2 separate regions of the Sus scrofa genome follow, and region 1 is linked to region 2. Evidence: chromatin contacts called from public Hi-C data. All regions are on one chromosome and are shown on one strand. The core of a region is the stretch at or near the end of the contact, and the rest is flanking DNA. Distances in the headings are between cores, read along the strand shown. Region 1 holds the start of NSUN5 (probable 28S rRNA (cytosine-C(5))-methyltransferase). Region 2 overlaps HIP1 (huntingtin-interacting protein 1).

What was found. Hi-C and Micro-C count contacts between places; a contact is called where the count stands out from the background.
Region 1: a contact with region 2 is called in a Hi-C map of retroperitoneal adipose tissue, with 1.8 times the contacts expected there. The contact joins the promoter of NSUN5 here to the enhancer-like site in region 2. A contact is called at or near these places in 1 of 5 promoter capture datasets (liver), 20 of 47 Hi-C or Micro-C datasets (alveolar macrophages, blood, embryonic fibroblasts and 13 more) and 2 of 2 datasets of contacts at active chromatin or transcription factors (alveolar macrophages and skeletal muscle).

The regions. Positions count from the first base shown.
Region 1 is chr3:10,640,079-10,643,453 of Sscrofa11.1, reverse strand. NSUN5 (probable 28S rRNA (cytosine-C(5))-methyltransferase) reads left to right here and starts at 1,391. Exons shown (of 10, transcript XM_005661971.3): 1 at 1,391-1,529; 2 at 1,627-1,749; 3 at 2,707-2,881; 4 at 2,977-3,085. The coding sequence starts at 1,437.
Region 2 is chr3:10,484,713-10,488,155 of Sscrofa11.1, reverse strand. All of the region lies in intron 1 of HIP1 (huntingtin-interacting protein 1), which reads right to left. Among named protein-coding and RNA genes, the nearest start is that of HIP1, 70 kb to the right of the region's middle. Within about 2 kb of position 1,670, at least 31 of the 83 cell types and tissues checked have an H3K27ac peak or open chromatin away from gene starts, as enhancers often do. A contact at or near this core is called in alveolar macrophages, epiblast stem cells, fetal liver and 5 more, where this site is marked.

The sequences.
Region 1 (3,375 bases), core at 142-2,641, 160 kb before region 2:
GGAACCATGAGGTTGTGGGTTTGATCCCTGGCCTTGTTCAGTGGGTTAGGGATCTGGCATGGCCGTGAGCTGTGGTGTAGGTTGCAGATGCGGCTCAGATCCTGCGTTACTGTGGCTGTGGTGTAGGCTGGGAGCTGTAGCTCCAATTTGACCCCTAGCCTGGGAACCTCCATATGCCGTGAGTGTGGCCCTAAAACAAGAAAAGAAAAGGAAAAAAAAAAATAGATGATTTGATGGGAGAAAGGAGGAGAGTTCCACTAGAAGGTCACTTATGAACCAACCTAGAGCCACAGGAATGGGTTAAACCTTTAAGTGACTCAAGTGATTTCAATGTAGACTAGAATCAAGCTTCCTGCAAAACGCTTGCTTATACGTTATTAGTATACAGAGAATATACAGGCTGGAATATTCTAGTTCACAGAGGCCTGCCTGCTTGAATGCTTGAGATACACATATACAAGGCTTTTCTTTTATTTCTTTTGCTTTTCTTTTCCCCAATTAACCCATTATGTATCAGTAACTACATGGGCGCTAAGGACCCATATAGTACCCAGTCCCTGTCCTCTGGGGGTGGGGGTGTCAGCCTGGGGAAATGGGCCTATAGATGAATTGTCACAAGGAATTCATGAAAGGCTAGCCTTTTGGAAACAGAGTGAGAGCCCTTCTCACATCATGTGCCAAACCCAATTCTAAATGGATTTAAGTCTGAAATGATGAAGCCATAAATGATTTCTCTATTGTATACATGTGAAGTGGTTTTCAAGTCTGACAGTAAAGGCCAGACCTTTACATAAAGGCAAAGATTTAAACAATTTGAACACCATGTTGTCCCAAACAAATATAAACCACAATAAAAAGCAACGATAAACTGGAAAAACGTCAAAACCTAAGATAAGAAGTACAGATATTGCTGGAGTTGCCTCCTGGCTCAGCAGGTTAAGGATCCTTGTTGTCTGCTGTGGTTCTGGTTACAGCTGTGGTGGGGGGTTCCATCCCTGGCCCAGGAACTATCACATGCTATAGGCACCACAAAAAAAAAGAAATTTATATTGTTAATACATAAAAGGCACGAAGAGAAAGACCAAAGACGAGTGAATAAGGCATTTACATGCCATAACAGAAGAAATACAACCAATAACATGAAAATATTCAACTTCAATCACAGAAATTAAAACAACAGAATCTCTTGCCTATGAGATCGGCAAAGATTGAAAGAAAAAAGCGAAGAGCTATGAAGACGTGGTGAACCGGACTCCTAAGGTCGGCCGTCTCCGCCGGGAAGGAGCTTGAACCCGTACAAGCCTCGGGAACACTTAAATCGGCACTGGGAATCCGGGTCCGGAAGCCCGTGCCCTTTGACCCCGGAAGTGCGGCCGGGCGGGGCGGTGCGCTTCACGACAGAGCCGTAAAGGCGCGCGCAGGCAGCAACGCGGAGCATGGCTGTGTACGCTGCGGCGGCGGCGGTGCTGGCGGGCGTGGAGAGCCGCCAGGGCTCCCTCAAGGGACTAGTGTACGCCAGCAGCTTCCAGGTAGAGGGGTTCGAGGTTTCGGCCCGGGAGGGAGCCCCTGCGGGGGGCTAGTCCGGTCCGGCCCCCTCCTCACCTGGGTCCTTTTGGCCGCGCGCAGAATGTGAAGCAGCTGTACGCGCTGGTGTGCGAGACGCAACGCTACTCCGCTGTGCTGGACGCCGTGATCGCCAGCGCCGGCCTCCTCCGCGCAGAGAAGAAGCTGCGGCCGCACCTGGCCAAGGTGATGGCGGGGTGGGGCGGGCGGGGCGAGCCCCTCCTAACCCGGTCCTAGCTCGGCTACCGTCCACAGTGTGACTCTAGCAAGTCTCTCCTCTGAAAAGAGGAGGCACAGCCCCTCGCCGGGTTATGAATTGAAGTGAGGCGAACAGACTTAACTTGGAGCCTTGTGTGAAAGATTAAGAACGGAGATGCAAAGTACAGATGCAAAGTAGTGATGGCAGGGGTTGTTGTCTTTGGGTGCACGATGCTGTTGACAAGGGAGGAGGGTTGGGATGCAGAGCTCTCCTGCTGAGGAGAGAAGCCGTGGGGAAAGGGTTCAGGACTGGGAAGCAAAGTACCAGGTTGAAATCATGTATCTGCCATTATTTCTTGTGTGATCTTGAGGAAGATATCTTTTACCTGTTAGTGTCTCCGCCCGCCCCGAACCCCCAGACCAGAGATTGAACCTGGGCTGCAGGGTCACAGCTGCGAATCCTAACTCCTAAATCCCCAAAGAACTCTCTGTATTGGGTATTTCTGTCTACAGTACACGGAGGTCTCCAAATCATACCTGTGAATAAATCTGTAATGAAGTCAAACGTCACTCTACAATGTTTTTTTCCTTAGATCTCTTTTTTTCAGCCACTATTTTGGGGGCACTTAAGCAGGAAGTTTGTAATAAGTTTCTAAGTGACTTTTGATCCTATCTCCTCCAGCTTTTTTCTGCAAATCACTATTCGTATAATCTCAAAGCCTCCATCAAAGTTTCTTCAGTGCCTCTCACAACAAGGCGAGGTTCTCTTCCTGAGAATCAAGTTTCTCCATGATACGGACATGACTTACTGGTGTCTATCAGGCATCCTCTCCACAGCACCTGTTACTGCCTTGACAGGTGGTTAGCCGTATCCAGTTCCAGCATATTTTGATGTTCCAGGGTATTCACGCTCAAAGTTTTACCTCTTCCTTTCCTCACCCCCAGGTGCTAGTGTACGAACTGTTACTTGGAAGAGGCTTTAAAGGGCATGGGGGCCGATGGAAGCCCCTGCTGGACCGGCACCAGGCAAGGCTGAAGGCTGAGTTGGCCCGGCTCAAGGTTCGTCGAGGTGTGAGCCGGAACGAGGACCTGTTGGAGGTGGGATCCAAGTCTGACCCAGGTGAGCTGAAAGGAGTTGTGGGGCTGGGGGATAGCCATCAGGCCCTCACCGGCGAGGGCCGCGTTCCCGCCTGCTCATTGCCGATTGCTTCCTAGCCTCCCAGGTGCCTCGATTTGTGCGGGTGAACACTCTGAAGACCCGCTCTGAGGATGTAGTTGATTATTTCAAGAGACAAGGTTTCTCTTACCAGGGCCAGGCTTCCAGGTGAGTTTAGAACCTGCTTGGCTGCCTTCATCCAGGGAGGTGCCTGGGAAATGGGGATTGGCGGGGAGAGAGTCAAGGTGGTTGTGGCTGCACTCAGGTTTTCTTCTTACTTTTCCAGCAGTTTCTCCATCACCTTTCAAGGCCTGTCCTCCTCCATCCCTTAAACAGTGATTCTCCTGGGAGCCTCATTTCGCATTCTTCTAAATGTATCCCTCGGTTTCTTCTTGAGTTCTGACTCCTACCTCTCACCTGATGACTCCATCTCCCAGTCTAGACATTCTCATATATGC
Region 2 (3,443 bases), core at 421-2,920:
CTGGCAAGGCCAGGAGCTTACTTGCCTTCTCCAAAGAGATGGTTACCTCAAAAGGGCACTCTCTGGGGAAAACTAGCCTAATTCTGTACAGGATGAACTGAAATTCCAGTACCTTCTCTTCCCTAAGGTAAAGGCAGACTCAGACCCCTCTCTCCCCAGACACTCTGCAACCCAGGTCCTTTCCTCTGAAGCCCTGGGGCCCCCATGAAGTACAGGCCACCCCAGGGTACCTCTCCAGCTTGACACAGTGGCCCTCAAAGTTTATAAGGCTGAGATGTGGTTCTAAAGCCAGGGTCAGGGTGGTAGCGATTTCAAGGACACCCTTAAATCTTCATTCAGAGTGGGGGCCAATCGGGACCCCTCAGCAAACCTGCCCCAGGTCTCCAAATGCTCCCAGAGAACGCTCCCTTCAGAGGCCCCCAAATCACATTCTGCAATCTTCCACCCCCACCCCCTGGAGCTGCTCCTCCATCAATCAAAGACAACAATGTATTCAGCTCCTACTGTGCCCCCGGGGGAGTGGAGGGAGGACTGCCCTGGGGAGGAATCGGATGATTCCAGAGAATCAGATTCCAGGGAATCAGAGGCTTAATAGGCACTGGTGTCCGCTGCTCCCCAGGCCAAGACAGCTGGGGTCTACAAGGGGTAAATCTAGAATACCTCTCCAAGGATTCCTTGCCAAGGATTCCGTCCCTGCCCCCTCACTCTCTAGGATGGGTAAAGCCCTGGCTTCTCACTGCCCTCCCAGGCCACCCACCTGTGCCCCCTCCCCACTGGCTCTGTCCAAAAATCTCCCCATAAATCTCAAATATGTGTGTGAGTAGGGGCTCTGGAGGAGACAGTAGGAGCCCCCGTCCCGCAGCACCCCCCCGCCCCCGGCTGGTTTCCCAGTGTGGGAGGCGAGCGCAACAGCCCTCTCTCCCTGGAGTCTAGCGAGCTCTCCGGGGCAGCCCTGGCGGCAGCGCGGCGGGAAACCCGGAGCCGCATCCGTGTCCGCCAGCCGCCTCCAGAATCCTGGCCCCGCTCCCTCTTCCAGCACGCCTGGAGTTGGGGCCAACAGGCAAGATCAACAGTCCAGAAACTTTCAATGGATCAGGCCGACTGGGAGGGAGAGAGGGAAGGGGGGCAAGGGACGGGGACGCAGACCCAGGAGGCTCCAGAGCTGAGCTCCTGCTCTTCACTTACCATCTTGCTCACATCCATGACCGAGGCTGCAGGGCACCCCCCACCCCTGGAGATCCCGCGTGCCCCCAACGCTGCTCCCGGCTAATTGAGCCCGGATGGTGCCATGCTGCGGGGAGGGCGGCCAGCAGGGCCCCCGCGGACCGGGGAAGGCGGCGGCGGCGGCGGCAGGACCGAGGCTGGTCCGGAGAAAGGAAGGGGAGGGGGAGGGGAGGCGGGGAGGGGGAGGGGGCCGAGCGCCGAGCCGCAGCGCGCACCGGGGGCGGGGGAGGCGCGGCCCCGCGCTGCGGAGCCCCCGGGGGCCGGGGAATCCCGAAGGCAGCTGGAGGCGCCGGGGCCGCCGCGGCGGTGGTGGCGGTGGCGGTGGCGGCGATGCGGGGGCGCCGGGCGGGGTGGGATCAATGGACGGATTCCCGGGGCCAGAGCCCGCGGCCCGAGCGCGCGGCGAGGGTGTGATTTGAATAACAAAAGGTCGCTTCTCCCCGAGGCCCGGCGGCCGGGATCGCTGAGCCCGCAGCGAGGCCGCCGGCCGCCAGGAAGTGTCAGTGTGAGTGTGTGTGCGCGCGTGTGCGTGCGTTTTGGTGGTGGGATCGGTGGGACTCAGGAAGTGAGCGGGGGAGGCGGCTGAAAAGGGGGGAGGGCTGGGGGCGCAGCGAGCCGACATTCCAGTGGGGGCAGGGGGTCCGCGCGGCCCCTCCCCACTTGGCTGCCCTGGACAAAGGCGGAATTCAGAGCCAGCGGTTAGCCTCCTGCGGCTAATCCGGAGGGGACGCCCAGATGAGTCTGGGGTCTGCCAACAAATGGAATAGAAGGAAGTGGTACAGGTAACTCCAGAAGGCCCCGAGGCCCCCCGCAAGTGAGCCAGTGCCAGCCCTGCCTACAATGCGAGAAACTGGCTTCTAGATGATGTCTGCTCTGAGCTGGATAAAGCTCCTTTCTCTCAAGCCAGAATCCCTGACTCAATGCCTAGTCTGCCCAATAGAAACGGGAAACTCCTCTCTGCAAGGGGATGCGGCTGGGGGCAGAAAAGGGCTCCTGGCAAATGCTCTTTTGGGGCAGAGCCTCCAGTAAAAGGCTGGAGGTTTCAACACAGGCTGCCTCACATCTTCCGTGAGCACGAAGGTTTTCCGCATAGACAGGTCAGCACGAACCTAAGTCCACTTACACCAACCCTGCTTTAGAGAGTAAGGAAACTGAGGCCCAGAGAAGGGGAGTGATCTGCCCCAGGTCACACACCTGGCAGGGAACCGGCATAGTAGAAACCTCGCCAAGGACAGTGCAGCCCAAGTCCCAAAGAGCTTCCCATGCTGCCCCTGGGCGTCCAGCTTCTACAATACTTTTTTTAAAAATTATTTTTTAAAATTTTATTATAGTTGATTTACAATGTTGTGTTAATTTCTCCTGCACAGCAAAGCGACTGTTATACATTACTCTTTTCCATTATGGTTTATCACACGATACTGAGTAGAGTTCCCTGTGCTACAGTATGATCTTGTTTTTATGCCTTCCGTGTATGCTAGTTTGCATCTGTTCATCCCAAATTCCCAACCCTTCCCTCCTCCACCCCCCTGCCCCCCTTGGCAACCAGAATCTCTTCTGCGTGTCTGTGAGTCTGTTTCTGTTTTGTAGATAAGTTCATTTGTGTCATATTTTAGATTCCATATATATCATATTTGTCTATCTTTCTGACTTACTTAGTATGGTAATCTATAGTTGCATCCATGTTGCTGCAAATGACATTATTTCATTCTTTTTTCATGGCTGAGTAGTATTCTATTGTATATATGTACCACATCTTTATCTACTCATCTGTCGATGGACAGACAGGTTATTTCCATGTCTTGGCTACTGTAAATAGTGCTTCTATGAACATGTATCTTTTTGAATTATAGTTTTGTCTGGATATATGCCCAGGAGTGGAACTGCTGGATCCTATAGTAACTCTATTTTTAGTTTTCTGAGGAATCTCCATACTGTTTTCCATAGTGGCTGCACCAATTTACATTCCCACCAACACTGGAGGAGGGTTCCCACCCACTCCACACTCTCTCCAGCATAAAATCCTTTCTAATGAACAGGTGACAGGACCCATCCACAGCCCTGACCCTCTGCCCCACACCAAGTGGCTGAGGAAGCCACACTGGTAAGTCCCTGTCCACTGTTGGGCTGACTAGGAGAGCCCTCTCCCCGTCAAATCTGAGTGCTCGGTCTATGACATAGGGGTTGTTTCTCTGCCTGCCTTCTAGAGGGATGTGAGAGCA